Regions from separate parts of the Sus scrofa genome. Here all the other regions are linked to region 2. Evidence: chromatin contacts called from public HiChIP or PLAC-seq data. All regions are on one chromosome and are shown on one strand. The core of a region is the stretch at or near the end of the contact, and the rest is flanking DNA. Distances in the headings are between cores, read along the strand shown. Region 1 holds the start of SMIM5 (small integral membrane protein 5). Region 2 holds the start of GALK1 (galactokinase). Region 3 holds the start of RECQL5 (ATP-dependent DNA helicase Q5).

What was found. HiChIP or PLAC-seq counts read pairs in DNA pulled down with a chosen protein or histone mark.
Region 1: an H3K27ac HiChIP or PLAC-seq map of skeletal muscle shows a contact between it and region 2. The contact joins the promoter of SMIM5 here to the promoter of GALK1 in region 2. A contact is called at or near these places in 3 of 5 promoter capture datasets (fetal liver, fetal skeletal muscle and liver), 10 of 47 Hi-C or Micro-C datasets (alveolar macrophages, blood, epiblast stem cells and 5 more) and 2 of 2 datasets of contacts at active chromatin or transcription factors (alveolar macrophages and skeletal muscle).
Region 3: an H3K27ac HiChIP or PLAC-seq map of alveolar macrophages shows a contact between it and region 2. The contact joins the promoter of RECQL5 here to the promoter of GALK1 in region 2. A contact is called at or near these places in 2 of 5 promoter capture datasets (fetal liver and skeletal muscle), 4 of 47 Hi-C or Micro-C datasets (epiblast stem cells, liver, psoas muscle and 1 more) and 1 of 2 datasets of contacts at active chromatin or transcription factors (alveolar macrophages).

What each region holds. Positions count from the first base shown.
Region 1 is chr12:5,761,526-5,766,186 of Sscrofa11.1, forward strand. SMIM5 (small integral membrane protein 5) reads right to left here and starts at 2,339. Exons shown (of 3, transcript XM_021066625.1): 1 at 1,773-2,339. It overlaps RECQL5 (ATP-dependent DNA helicase Q5), which reads left to right. Exons shown (of 20, transcript XM_021066624.1): 9 at 4,198-4,416.
Region 2 is chr12:5,639,718-5,644,517 of Sscrofa11.1, forward strand. GALK1 (galactokinase) reads left to right here and starts at 2,295. Exons shown (of 8, transcript XM_003131193.2): 1 at 2,295-2,544; 2 at 3,256-3,445; 3 at 4,081-4,200; 4 at 4,400-4,535; 5 at 4,662-4,800. The coding sequence starts at 2,380.
Region 3 is chr12:5,730,122-5,734,627 of Sscrofa11.1, forward strand. RECQL5 (ATP-dependent DNA helicase Q5) reads left to right here and starts at 2,215. Exons shown (of 20, transcript XM_021066624.1): 1 at 2,215-2,397; 2 at 3,039-3,170; 3 at 4,398-4,506. The coding sequence starts at 3,053. It overlaps SAP30BP (SAP30-binding protein), which reads right to left and starts at 2,125. Exons shown (of 11, transcript XM_003357968.4): 1 at 1,940-2,125; 2 at 603-712. The coding sequence starts at 2,045.

The DNA of each region.
Region 1 (4,661 bases), core at 1,089-3,588, 120 kb after region 2:
GCCCGGCACTGCCAAGGGTGCTCCCCGGCTAGAGTGGCAGCCAGTGGAGGGGGTAAGGGAGCTGGGCCCAGGGGAAGGCTGGCAGAGCCAGAGGGACTCGCAGACATGCCTTTGTGTGGCAGCTCCTGGCACAGAGAGCCTTGCGACAGAGCAGGCAGGCCTCCTGCAGGCCGACAGCTGCCACTTGGTACTGAAGCCTCCCCATTTCCTCCTTGCAGAAGTGATACTCCCTCTTCAGAGGCAGCTGGTGCGGGTGTGTGGTGACTGATAAGGGTGTGTTGGTGGCCCCAGGCCCCAGGGCTTCTTGCCCTGCCCCCGTAATTTGGTCAAGGTGGGTTTCCAGCCACCCTTGCCCCCGGGGCAATGTCTTGTTTGAGAAACAACTAGAAGGAGGCATAATTGAAGGTTATGGGAGAGGCCCAACTGGCAAGGCAGAGACACCTGCCGTGCACCACGGCTTCAGACGATGCCCCTCTCTGCCTGGGCCCCGAGGTAGGCACCTGAGCCTTCTCCAGCCCCAGAGCTTTCTAGGATCGGGGGTTGGGGTGGAGGGGGGCACATCCTGCTGCTGCTGCTTATTCCTGCAGCCCCAGAAGCTGGGCAGCACCCATCTCTCTCCGTCCACCTATGTCCTGTGGGTGCAGGACTCTGATCCCTGCCCGCTCACCTGCCTGGCCCGTCCTGCAGATGAGAGCCAGCAGGGGTAGCTCAGCGCCGTGCCCCCGCCCCACCCCCTGCCTCTGGCACAGCCCGACATCTGTCCCCTCTCTCTGCCATCACTGCCGGGCTTCTTGTCTCCCCGGCCGCCAGCTCAGGCCAAGTCCCACAGCCTCTGTGGAGCCAAGATCAGCCCAGTCCTCTGATCCTTGGTTCCCACTTCAGCCTGGGTGCTGGCTTGTTTGTGTGGAGAAAACATCTCACTGGGGGCGGGGCCGGGACGGGAGACTTTAACCCTGGCGTGAGGAGAGGGAGGCAGCGGGGGTAGGCAGCCAGCCCTGCCCAAGAGGGCTGCTCTGGGTGCTGCCCCAAGACCCACCTTGGGGTCAGCATTATGGTGGCGCTGGCGGTGGTGGCAGAGGGCTGACTGCGAGGGCAAGGCCGTCCATGCCCCAGCTTCACTGCCACCCTTGTGGCCTTCTCCCCACCCCATTCTGGGTTTAGAGTCAGGCCCTCGAGCTTCCAGCACGGCATTCAGGAAGATTTGGGGGCTCCAGGGGAGCTCTGTGGGCCTGGGGAGGAGCTGAGCTGAGGACACCAGGCGGTGAGAGGGCCGGCTCCCCATGGGAGCCGGGAGCTGCTGTTCTTGCCCAGGACATCCCTGGGCAGAGACCCCTCGGGTCCTGCCACGCCCTGCAGGGTGTGAACTAGCTGAGCAGACCTTGCCCTGAGCCTCCTCAACTGGGGGAGACCAGGGACCCAATCCCAGGAAAAAGGGAGGCTCAGGGGGGCAGGCGACAGTTCTCTCCCAGGCCAGGCCGGCCAGGCCAAATCCCTCGTTTAAGCCCCCTGAATAGAAAAGGCTTCAGCTGACTTGCCGAGTAAGCGGCTCTTCTGGGCCCCTCTGCCTGCTCAGCAAGGGCTGCAGCCTCGGTCTGTGCCCCCTGCCGCAGCCCGGGTTTGAAAGGGAGTCTGTCCTGAGACTGAGTGAGTGTGGCCCCCAGCACCCTCCCCTCCGTGCTCACGGTGGCCTGTGGCCCTCCACGCTAGGGGCAGGGGACCCTGGCGGCTCTCTTCCCTGCCTCCCTCCCTCCTCCGTGGCCGGTGCCACTTACCTGTGAACTCAGGTGCTGGGTGTGGGGGGCGACCGCGGGTGCTGGGGCCCAGCCGTCGCCGCGCGCCTCTCCTCCGGGTCTCCCTCTCCTCCGCCCGCGCCCGCTCACACCTCTTCCTTCCTTTGCTGACGCCTCTTTCCTGACCCGAGGCTGCTCCCTGGGTGCCTCCGCTCAGCGCAGCGCAGCTCCTGGCTGTCAGCTGCTGTCTTGGCTTCAGCTTTTTTGTTGTGGGTCGTCCTGGAGATTCAAGTGTCACGTTACACGGGGCGGCCGCCGCTCAAGTGGGGAGTTGAGCCACCACTGCCCCAGCAAGGAGGGAATCCCTGCTGGGAACTGGTCCTGCGGCCTCAGATTCCTGTGCCCACTCCCTGCCCGGGGAGCGAGCAGAGCCGGAGCGCTGCAGGCCCTCTCCTGTAGCTGCTGCCCTTCCTCTCCTCCCTCCTGGCGGGTGTGTGCTAAACCGCTGTGGGCTGGGCCTGGGCTGCAAGCTGATGAAAGAGGAGGTCGCTGTCGTGTCCCCTGCCCCCGCAAAGATGAGCCCCCGGGAGGTTCCACCTGAGCCCTGGAGGCGGGGGGGGGGGGTCCTCTCCCCCCGCAGCGCTCCTGGCTCCTGGGCTCCCAGAGCGCCTTTGGGCCCCTGTCCACCCCTCCTGGCAGGTCCCTCCCTCCAAAGAAAGTAAATAGTGGGGGAGCTGCTGGACCACCCAGGCAGTCAGTCCTCTGGGAGGCATCTCAGGGAAGAACTTGGGAGTCCCGAGTGACTTAGGGTGACTCAGGAGTGGCCCGCGCCTAGCCTGCATGCCTAGGGAGGTGCCTCACGCGCCTCCAGGACCCTGGGGAGAGAGGACACTGCTGATCTTGGTTCTTGCCAAACGGAGTCCACTGGGGCTGTCTCCACACTCCTGGCCCAGCTGTCAGGGGCAGACTTCAGAGCCCAGTGGCTAGCAGGGCCCGTTGGCATTTGGCTGGTCATGCCACCCCAGCAGACCGGGCTGTGCCCGGAGCAGGGCAGGAGCCGACCCCAGCCCGCATCTGCTAGCTGTCAATGGAGCCCTTTGAGTGTGAGCACAAAACCCCAGTGAGTCAGGGCTTGGGGGAGGTGGGGGGAAGGAAGCCAGCCTTGTGGCCATGCCACTTGGATGCCGGCCTCCCAGAGGCAGGACAGGCAGCCACTGTGTGGTTGCACAGACTTGGGCGATGGAATGAGTTACACATCAGTTTTCCGTCCCGTTGGAGCAGCGCCCTCTGGTGGCCGCCGCAGCCTCCTTGCCGGCTCCAGCTGTCCACTCAGCCAGAGGCCAGCCAGCCACACTTCTTAGGGACTGTGCCATCATCGGGGTCTTGGCTGCTCAAAGTGTTTCTTGCAGCCTCAGGCAGTGCTCACATTGAGAGTTGCTCTGGTTAGAGCAGTGACGCCAGCCCTTCTTATTTTGGAATGTGGTACCTGGACAGCCCTGCCTGCCTCTGCTCCGGCATCTCCTCTCGGGCTCCCCCACCCCGTGCCACATTCCTGTGGGGTCAGTGGCCATGTGTAATGGCCCTGATAGTGCCACAGCCCCTCCTGGGCCTCTGCATCTGCCAGCCTGTGGGGGTCATAGGAGAGACAGCTAGACAGGCACCCCCAGGGGCTGTGGCAGGGTCAGGGCCGTGGGAGATGTGAGCCAAGGCTGCATCTCCTCCTTGCCACCCTCACCAGTGCCTCGCATGTGGTGCCAGCCCTGCCCTGCCCGGTTCCTGCTCTCAGGCAGCCCCTGGTCCGGCTGTGTACACTGGGCTGGGCAGAGGCTTGTTGGGGACAACAAGGAAGAGGTCACCAGGAGACAGAAGCAGAGTTACGGAGGTGGGGTGGCGCCACCTCCTGCTGTCCCCCCCCCAAAAAAAAGAGTGGAGAGGGGTAATAAGAGCCCTTGCTGTACGCTGGACACCGCAGCGGACACACCTCAGAGCATCATCTCAGCCCTTATGTGACCCGAGGGCCTGGTGCTCTGCTTGACCACGTTGTGGGCGCGCGCACCTAGGCTCCTGGAGCTCAGGTGTGTTCTGGACACGGCCTCAGCAGCAGCCGGCGTCTACACCCAGGGTCCACGCTCCTCCCGGGCACCACGCTCCTCCCAGGCACCTCTGTGCCAGAGGACAGAGAGGTGGCCAGGGAGAGGAGCCCCCCATGGAGAAGCAGGGTACAGCAGGCTCCCTGCCCTGGCTCCTCTGACACGTGTTACGTGACCTTGAGAAAGCTCCTTCACCTCACTGTCTTCGTCTGCACGACGGGCCCCCCAGCGAGGCCTCGTGAGGCTCATGTAAACTGCCCGCCACGGTGCTGGACACTAGGTGCGCTCAGCCAGGGTTCAGTGCTCTTAGAGGTCGGGTGAACAGTGCTGGCCTGCTGGCCCCTCACCCCTTGCCTGTGCTGTTCCGCCTCCTGCAGGTGTCGCCATGCTGCCATTGCCAAGTACTTCGGGGATGCGCCCCCCGCCTGCACCAAAGGCTGTGACCACTGCCTGAACCCAGCGGCTGTGCGGAAGCAGCTGGACGCTTTGGAGCAGAGAACCAGCTGGAGCAAGACCTGCATTGGGCCCTCCCAGGGGAATGGCTTTGACCCTGAGCTGTATGAGGGAGGCCGCAGGGGTTATGGGGGCTTTAGCAGGTGAGGGGCCATGAGGCCAGAAGCCCAAACCCCCTGGAAATAGTCTGGCATTCTCTGCCTGGTGCCAGGGCCAGATCAGAGGTGACCCAATGCCATAAGCACCTCCCCTCCCCGCCCCACCCCACGGGCCATGCTGGGGCCAGGACTTCCATGCTGCCCCGAGCTGCCAGGGCATCAGAGACATCACCGCCCCAGCAGATGCTTGACAGGAGGGCAAAGCCCAGACCAGAACCGCTCACGGCCAG
Region 2 (4,800 bases), core at 1,045-3,544:
GCACCACTACCTCGTGGGGAGGCATTTTTTGTGAGTTTAATTCCATTGCAACTGGCCCCAAAGGCCACTCTGTTTTGTCTTGTTTTCTTTTGCCTACGAGGACCCCTCAAAAGGCGCAGACCATCAAAAGAAATTTGGAATTGCTTTTATTGCAAGCTTTTTTATTTTCTTTTTATGGTTGAACCTGCAGGCTAGGGTTTGAATTGGACCTGAAGATGCCAGCCTACGCCACAGCCCTGGCAAGGCAGAATCTGAGCCTCATTTGCAGCCTACACCACAGCTCACAGCAATGCCAGATGCTTAACCCACTGAGCAAGGCCAGGGATTGAACCCTCATCTTCATGGATACTAGTCAGGTTTGTTACTGCTGAGCCGTGACAGGAACTCCATGGGTATATGTTTTCAATTCTCTTGGGTGTGTATTTAGGGATGAAATTGATGGGTCATAGGATAACTCTATCGTTAGCTTAATTGTTGGAACTGCTGGATTGTTTGACATTCCCACCAGCAGTGTATGAAGGTTCTGATTTCACCACATACTCAATAACACTTGTTATTTTCTCTCTATTTATTTATTTGCTTATTTATTTATTGTCCTTTTAGGGCCCCACCCGTGGTGTATGGAGGTTCCCAGGCTAGAAGTCGAATTGGAGCTGTAGCTGCCAGCCTACACCACAGCCACAGCAACACCAGATCCGAGCTGCATCTTCAACCTACACCACAGCTCATGGCAACGCTGGATCCTTAACCCACTGAGCAAGGCCAGGGATCGAACCCGCAACCTCATGGCTCCTAGTTGGACTCGTTAACCACTCAGCCATGATGGGAACGCCTACATGTTCTTGATACAAGTCCCTTAAGTATATTATTCGCAAATAGTTTCTTCCATTCTCCAGTTTGTCTTTTCACTTTCTTGATGGTGTCCTTAGATGGGCAAGTTTTTTTTTTTTTTTTTTTTTTTTTGTCTTTTTGCCTTTTCTAGGACCGCTCCCGTGGCATATGGAGGTTCCCAGGCCAGGGGTCGAATTGGAGCTGTAGCAGCCGGCCTACGCCAGAGCCACAGCAACGCAGGATCTGAGCCGTGTCTGCGACCTACACCACAGCTCACGGCAACGCCCGATCCTTAACCTACTGATTGAGGCCAGGGATCGAACCTGCAACCTCGTGGTTCCTAATCAGATTTGTTAAGCACTGCGCCATGACGGGAACTCCAAAGTATTTTATCTTGATGAAGTACAGTTCACATTTTTCTTCTGTTGCTTGTGGTTTCGGTGTCACATCTGAAAAACCATTGGCTAAGCCAAGGTCACAAATGTTTGAAAACATGTCCATGGAGTTCCCGTCATGGCTCAGGGGTAAGAAACCTGACTAGTATCCATGAGGACACAGGTTCGATCCCTGGCTTCTCTCAGTGGGTTAAGAAACTGGCATTGCTGTGAGCTGTGGTGTAAGGTGAACCTATGTTTACTTCTAGGAGTTTTCAGAGCTGACTTGTGAATGATCTTTGGGCAAACCCCTGAGCTACAGCCCTGGCCACAACCCTTCCAAAGCCCCCACTCTAATTCCAAAGAGTTTGTTTACATGTTAGCCTTTCCCCTCCAAGTTTTCATATGGGATGGCCAGCCATGAACAGGCATCTGGGCAGGAACCGAGGACAGTTTGAAGGTTTAGGATGCAGGCTGGTGAGAGAGGAGGCGGCCAGTGTCAGACTCTGGGTATCAGACACTGGGACCAAGATTCCAGGCTGAGGAAGCACTTGCTGGTGCCAACAGCCCAACTTGCCTTGGCAGCTGGGTGGGTCCTTCCAGGAGGGGCTGGGCCCACCCTGTCCATCATCCCGCTCCTTGCTCCTACACTGCTAAGGAGCTGGACAGGGGGTCAAACTTGGCTTTCTTTATCTCTCTTTACTCTGAATGCCAGGCCATCCACCCTCTTAGAGATCCATGATCGGGGGCTGGTGACCTCTCACAGCTGCAGGACTTTAGGACTTTTGGGAGAGAGCTTTGAGAACCCTTGGGGAACCCCAGATGTGCTGGTACTGCTCTGGCTGTGGGTAGCCGGCTGGGTGCAGGGGTGGGGTGTGGCACACCAGCACCAGGGAAGGGCAGCTTAGATCGCCCAGTCCGGCAAATACCACTCAAGGCCACGCACGCCCGACCAGACGCCCAGCGGCCCCTCCCAAAGCCCACCTCCAGTCGGCCCCGCTCGCCCAGCCGGTGGACTTGGCCGGAGCTGCGGGCGGGGCGGGGCCAGCGGGGCCCGGGGCGGGGCCCGGGGGCGGGGCGGCGCCAGCAGCTCTGTGGGCCGACGCCGCGCGGCCCCGCCCCGAGCATCCCGCGCCGACCCGACTGCGCCGGACAGAGCTGCAGGGCGAGAGTCATGGCCGCTTCGGAACAGCCCCGGGCCGAGGAGCTGCTGGCCAGGGCCCGGAGAGCCTTCCTGGAGGAGTTCGGGGCCGAGCCCGAGCTGGCCGTGTCGGCGCCGGGCCGCGTCAACCTCATTGGGGAGCACACGGACTACAACCAGGGCCTGGTGCTGCCCATGGTGAGGGGCTGGGCGGGAGGCGCCATCTCCCCGCGTGCACTGGTGGGCGCGCTGCACCCAACTTTTACCCCCACCGAGCTGGGGGACGAGCAAGTGGGAGAGACCCTAAGACGCGGCATTTCCCACATTGGAAGGGAGGGAGTTGGGAATCCCCGAGGAAGTAGGCTCCCTGGGAGCCACCGCGGCTTGTGGGGGAATGCGGAAGGGGGCCCTAGCGTAGACCGGGGCGAAGTAGTCCTGAGCCTCCTGGTTCCGCCGGTTCAATTTGCAGAGGAGGGAATTGAGCCTCAGAGAGGGCTAACGAGCTGCTCAAGGTCACACAGCTGGATCTTGGTGGACCTGCCTCCGCCGGGGGCTCTTTCCACCAGGCTCTGCAGCTGTGCAAGCTTGGCTAGTGAGCAAGCCCGGTGCCTTGAGGTTGCCTTCTAATGGAAACGCATCAGAGGAGCTCCTGATTCGGTTTCCCTGTTGTGCCCTCTCCCCCTCGTGCCCCGCAGCTGAGAGCCCATGCTCAGGGCAGAGTCCAGGTCTGCACTCCTGCTGTCCCGGCCCTGAAGACCCATGGGGGGCAGGACCCAAGTCCCCAAGGCCAGATCTGTATGCAGGCTCTTCCCAGAGACACTTTGGGTCACCTCCTTGTCTGTCCCAGGCCCCGCATCCCTCAGAACTGTGGTGCTGGGAGTTTGGCACACTTTTGGTTTCTCCTGCCAGGCTCTGGAGCTTGTGACTGTGCTCGTGGGCAGCCCCCGGACGGATGGGCTTGTCTCCCTCCTTACCACCTCTGAGGATGCCGATGAGCCCCGGCGGCTGCAGTTTCCCCTGCCCACAGACAAGCGGCCGCTGGAGCCTGGGACCCCGCACTGGGCCAACTATGTGAAGGGAGTGATCCAGCACTATCCAGGTAGGGACCTGGTACCAGGAGTGCCACCTCTCAGCCGCAAAGCTCCTTAGCCCACCTAATCCACTGTGGGGTAGGCATCCAGGGCGGGGGTATTCCCATTGTACAGGTGGGGAAACTGATGCCCCAGGTGAGAGCTTCCAGAACTTGCTCTGGGTTGCCCATTCCATGACTGGAGGAGCCGAATTGAAAACCCCAGCCTAGGAGTTCCCATCGTGGCACAGCGGAAACGAATCTGACGGGAACCATGAGGTTGTGGGTTCCATCCCTGGCCTCGCTCAGTGGGTTAAGGATCCGGCACTGCTGTGGCTGTGGCGTAGGCCGGCAGCTGTAGCTCTGATTCGACCCCTGGCCTGGAAACCTCCACATGCCTTGGGTGCAGCCATAAAAAGCAAAAAAAGAAAAAAGAAACCCCAGCCTCTTGGTGTCCAGAACCCTAAACCAGGAGAACCTCAGGGTAGGAGGATGGAGGGCAGCGGACCCCTTGGCCCAGCAGTTTGATGGCCTCTGACAATTGAGGCATATCCCCTGGAAGCAGCTGCCAGGCAGATGCCACCCTTTGTGCCAGAACACATGCCCTTCCTGTGCCCATCTTGCCCGATGGCCCATCTTACCATCCTCCATTCTTTCCCCTGCAGCTGCCCCCCTCCCTGGCTTCAGTGCAGTGGTGGTCAGCTCAGTGCCACTAGGGGGTGGGCTGTCCAGCTCAGCATCCCTGGAAGTGGCCACGTATACCTTCCTGCAGCAGCTCTGCCCAGGTACCTTCTAGACCCCAGCCCCAACCCAGCCCTCCTTCCCTGAGGCCTTGGGATCCGAACTTCCTGCCCCTCCTGTGGCTTTGAGGGTGGGGGTGGGAAAGCTCCCTGGAGTGTCTTGGGAGCTACCGCTGCTCTCACCCGGCCGCCCCTAGGGCCCCCTCCCGGGGCCCCAACTTCCCCACCTCGCCCTGTGCCGCAGACTCGGGGACAATAGCTGCCCGGGCCCAGGTGTGTCAGCGGGCCGAGCACAGCTTCGCAGGGGTGCCCTGTGGCATCATGGACCAGCTCATCGCACTGCTGGGGCAGAAAGGCCACGCGCTGCTCATTGACTGCAGGTCAGGGGCTCTCCTTGTACCCTCCCACCTCGTAATCAGGAGCTCCTGGATGGGGCACGTGCACTGCCTGGCGAGGCAGACACACACTCGGCCTTGTCATCTCCCCCTGCTCTGTCTCTGCCCCAGGTCCCTGGAGACAAGCCTCGTGCCGCTGTCGGACCCCAAGCTGGCAGTACTCATCACCAACTCCAATGTCCGCCATTCACTGGGCTCCAGCGAGTACCCCCTGCGGCGGCGGCAGTGTGAGGAAGTGGCCCGGGCGCTG
Region 3 (4,506 bases), core at 965-3,464, 90 kb after region 2:
TTTTTTTTTTTTTTTTTTGGCTGTACCCACAGCATGTAGAAGTCCTTGGGTCAGGAATCGAACCGTGCCACAGCAGCAACCCAAGCCACTGCAGTGACAATGCTGGATCCTTAACCCTCTGCACCACAGGCGAACTCCTTCCTAATCTTTTAATAAGCTGAAAGATTTGAATGAGCCCCAACCAAGATTAAAAATAATAAGAGTTGATTGCAGAGATAAATGACACACCAATTAGGATGAACGCACGGTTACAAATGGAGTAACTTATCTAAAAGGGGAAAACCAACATAAAACACCCACTGATGTCTGGGGTGAATAAGAGTGTCCACTATCTTTCCCCCCAAATTGCAAGTCAAAGGTTTATACAAAATGGTTCGGGTGACACCAAATAGAACAAGTTGTTTTCGAATAGAACAACTGATATCCAACCCAGCTTCCTCAACTGACACTAAACAAACAAACAAACGAAAGTGTGGTGTCTGGTGGTGGGTGGGTGACAGTGAAATTAGGCACGAAGTGGAACACAGTCGGGACAGGTCAGAGTTTCTGACAAATGAAATGGTGCTTTGAACAGCTTTCGATTTGGGAACAGATGTCCTTACCGACTGCTTGCTGTTCTCATCCTCTTCTTCTTCATAACCATCTTCGTCACCCCCGAGGCGAGAAAAATCATCCTCTCCATAGGCTTCAGATACCAACCCGCCTTTCTCCTCTTAAACAGAAGGGGAAAAAAAAAAAAAAATGAATGGGGAAAAGAACGCAAGGAAACACTTGGGTGATTTGAGTGGCCAGGATTATTTCCGAAGATCAAAAGAAAACCTAAATGACCTTAGGCCCAGATTCCGCTTTGGGGAAAGTTACTACCTTTAGAGTATGAATTCCTTACAAGAACAGGGAAGAACACCGAGTAACATTAAATTCCATTTCCAGTGCTTCCAAGCCATCCATTATGCCAACGGAAGCCTTCCCTTCTCTGAACTATTGTACCACGTCAAGCATCTCTTTCGATCTGCATATGTCTACCTTGTATCCCAGGCACCAATGAACTTGTCTTTTCTTACAAGATCAGGACTCAAATGTCCTCCCCTAGGAACAGGACCTTGAACAGGGGCCACCTCGAGAGGTTCCCCATTTATACCTACTTGAGAAACAAAATCTCTTTCTATGTTTAAAAAAAACCCCAAACATCAGCAACCCCCCCCAAACAATACAAATTACCAAGAAACCACCAGAGAGCCTCCTGACAGGCAAAGACCACACAAAACTATGAGAAGCTAAACGAGGCCAAATCCTCCCTCACTTTCCAGATGAGGAAACCAAGGTCCAGATACACTGGGTAATTTGCTGCCTCTCTATACTGCCATAAAAATCTGCTCTCACTTCCTAGTAACGTGATTCTCAACCTGAGCAGGGCAACAAAATCACTGGTGGGCTTTGACAACTCACAAAGTAATGGAATCACCAAGGAGCCTTGGAAAGCTCGCAAATGCTCAGATCCTTCCCCAGATGTACAGAATTACTCTCTTTGACAGTGGAGACCGGATGCGTGTCATTTTAAAAGCTCCGAGACACGTCTAGGGTACATTACTAATTAAAAGTTTCGCTCTCCTCCACCAAACAATAAGCCCGGACAAAATATGCAGTGGTTCAGAAGCCTTGGATCCTCTCCACCCTTGGTCCACCCTTCTCCCCGGTATGATGCCCAGTACGGAGAAGACTTTCAATAGGTTCCGACAGGATAATCGAATCAACAGAAGGAGACGGTCCATTCTTACAAAAGAGCATCTAACGCTCGGTCTAGCCCAGGACCCTGAGCACCCTCCGGGGCTCCGGCGCCCGATGCTTGGGGCACAAAGACTCCCTCTTTCCCTCCCGCCCTATTAGGGAAGCATCATTCAGGGCAGACACCCGATTTCCCCCCTTCTAGCTCCCTACTCACCAGCCGCGCTGCCTGCCGTTTCCACTCCAGCTTCGCCGTCAGACTCGGGCTCTGAATCTTCCGCATAAACTGCCAGAGACGACAGGACATTCTTCTTCCCCGCCATCTTATTCCCGCACACCCGGCGCGCCTCACTTCTATGACTCCAAAAAGCCGACTTCCGTGCAGAAAGGCGACTTCTTCCGGATCCCAGGAGACCCCGCGCCTGTTTCAGACAGAGAACCAATCAAAAAGGCCGTTTCCGCGCTTGGCTCCGCCCCTCATCCCCGCGCCGGCAGAACGTCATCACTGCGAGACGGATTCAGGATTAAGTGGGTTTTACCTGACATTGCAGTCCCAGCGGTTTGGCTTCTCAGGGTTACCTGAGGGTTATGGGGGTCTTCGAGTAGTTCCCGAGCCCGTGGGCAGCAGCGGCCCGACAAGAGCCCTTCGCCCCTGGGAGCCCACTGCCGGCTCTGATATCTTGGGGTGAAGAGAGGGAGGCTTTGGCTGGGGAAGGGAGAAAAGAGCGAATCTGAGGCTCAGAGGAGGATGAAGGAAGAGCTTTCCTCTGGGGGTTGGGAAGAAGGTGTCGGGGTCCTGGGGGGAAGAGTGGTCCTCATGGCTGTGCTTGTAGAGCAAAGGGTGGGTCATAGAAAAATAATTCCACTTCCTCCAAATCCTTCCGAAGACATTTGTGCTTCTTCTCGTGATCTAATTTCCAGCTCTGTGCTATGCTGGGGCCTGGCATAGTTCGATGTGTTATTTTCACTGAGCGTAAGAATGGAGATGTCATTTACCTAGGAATGTATTGCTGGAGGCTGTTCACCCGGAGCTATATTTCTTGAAAATAATATATCGTTCGAGTGTAACAAAGCAAATTTAGTTCCTGCCGTGGCGCAGTGGGTTAAGGATCCTGCTTTGCCTCAGCTGTAGCGTAGGTTGCAGCTGCAGCTCAGATTTGATTATTGACCAGGGATGTTCCACATGCCAGGAGTCTGGTCAAAAAAAGAAAAAAAGCAAATTTTTACTCAGAAAAAATAAGCAGTCTTTGAAAAGCAGAACAGGGGGTTCTTGTTGCAACCATAGGATCATCACCTTTGCCTTAACATTTGGCCACTGTCTATTGGTAAGATGAGCACCCACCCTTTTGACCCTGAGCGTCGCGTCCGGAGCACGTTGAAGAAGGTCTTTGGGTTTGACTCTTTTAAGACGCCTTTACAGGAGAGTGCGATCATGGCTGTAGTGAAAGGTAATATTAACCAAACTGCCTGTGTTTACACTTGTGCTGGCTGTCCCCTAACACCACCAAAGAACGCCTTCTTTTTGACCCTTCTTACCTTCCCACCCTTGGGCCATGTTTGGTTTTGGAGATCTTACAGACCTGTCACCCAAAACTTGAAGCTTTCTCTCTCTCTCTCTCTCTCTCTCTCTCTCTCTCTCTTTCTTTTTGGCTGCACGTGGAAGTTCCGGGGTCAGGGATTGCGCCTGAGCCACAGCAGTGACACCGCCAGATCCTTATCCTGCTGAGCCACCAGGGAACTCCCCCAAACTTGCAGTTTTATTGGCAGAACCACCCAGCTGTTTTGCCTCTTATATTCATAGTCAGAGCTAAGGTTATCTTTGGAAACAATTCGTAAATTTCCATTCTCATTTGTTGGTGTATAGGCAGTAACGGAGGGATAGCAGACATAGCCTAAGCCAGTCACTGGCCTCGTAGGTAATTCCATTGTTGAAGATGGCGTGGCCTGAGTCCCAAATGGGGAAGGAAGGTGTGATAATATTATAAGCCTGAAGTTTGTTGATAAATAGAGGTTGTCCAGAGGGGAGCAGCAGTACGATGTTAATTACATGATAACATTTATCAACAAAAGACCTCTAGGTGATGTTGCTTCCATGTCTACACAGATAAGCCCACTGATCCAGAAGTATTCAGCTTGCATAGCTGCTCAGTTCACTGATCCGTATTCTAGCAGATTCTGTCTTCTTTTTTTGCTTTTTAGGGCCGAGGGTGCAGCACCAGGAAGTTCCCAGGCTAGGGGTCGAATCAGAGCTGCAGCTGCTGGCCTACGCCACAGCCACAGCAACGCCAGATCCAAGGCACACCTGCAACCTGCATCACAGCTCATGGCAACACCAGATCCTCAATCCACTGAGTGAGGCCAGGGATCAAACCCTCATCCTCATGGATACTAGTTGGATTTGTTACCACTGAGCCACAACGGGAACTCCCAAACTCTGTCTTATTACTCTTGTAGTTGTGACTGCCGCTACTGGAAATGATTTGTACACATTGCCAAATCTCTCTGCTCTTTTCATGGAAAGGATGGAAGAGGATTGAGGCTACATTGAGACCCTTTCATGTGCTGGGCCCTCCGCTAGGGGTTTTTCCTCTATTCTCATGTAATTTTCAACAGCCTTGATAAAGGAGAGATAAAAGGCAGGAAACTTGAGACATTGTCGTCTTGTATTTTTGCAGGTGACAAGGATGTCTTCGTGTGCATGCCCACAGGGGCAGGAAAATCCCTCTGCTATCAGCTCCCTGCTCTGCTGGCTAAAGGCATCACCATCGTAATCTCTCCTCTTAT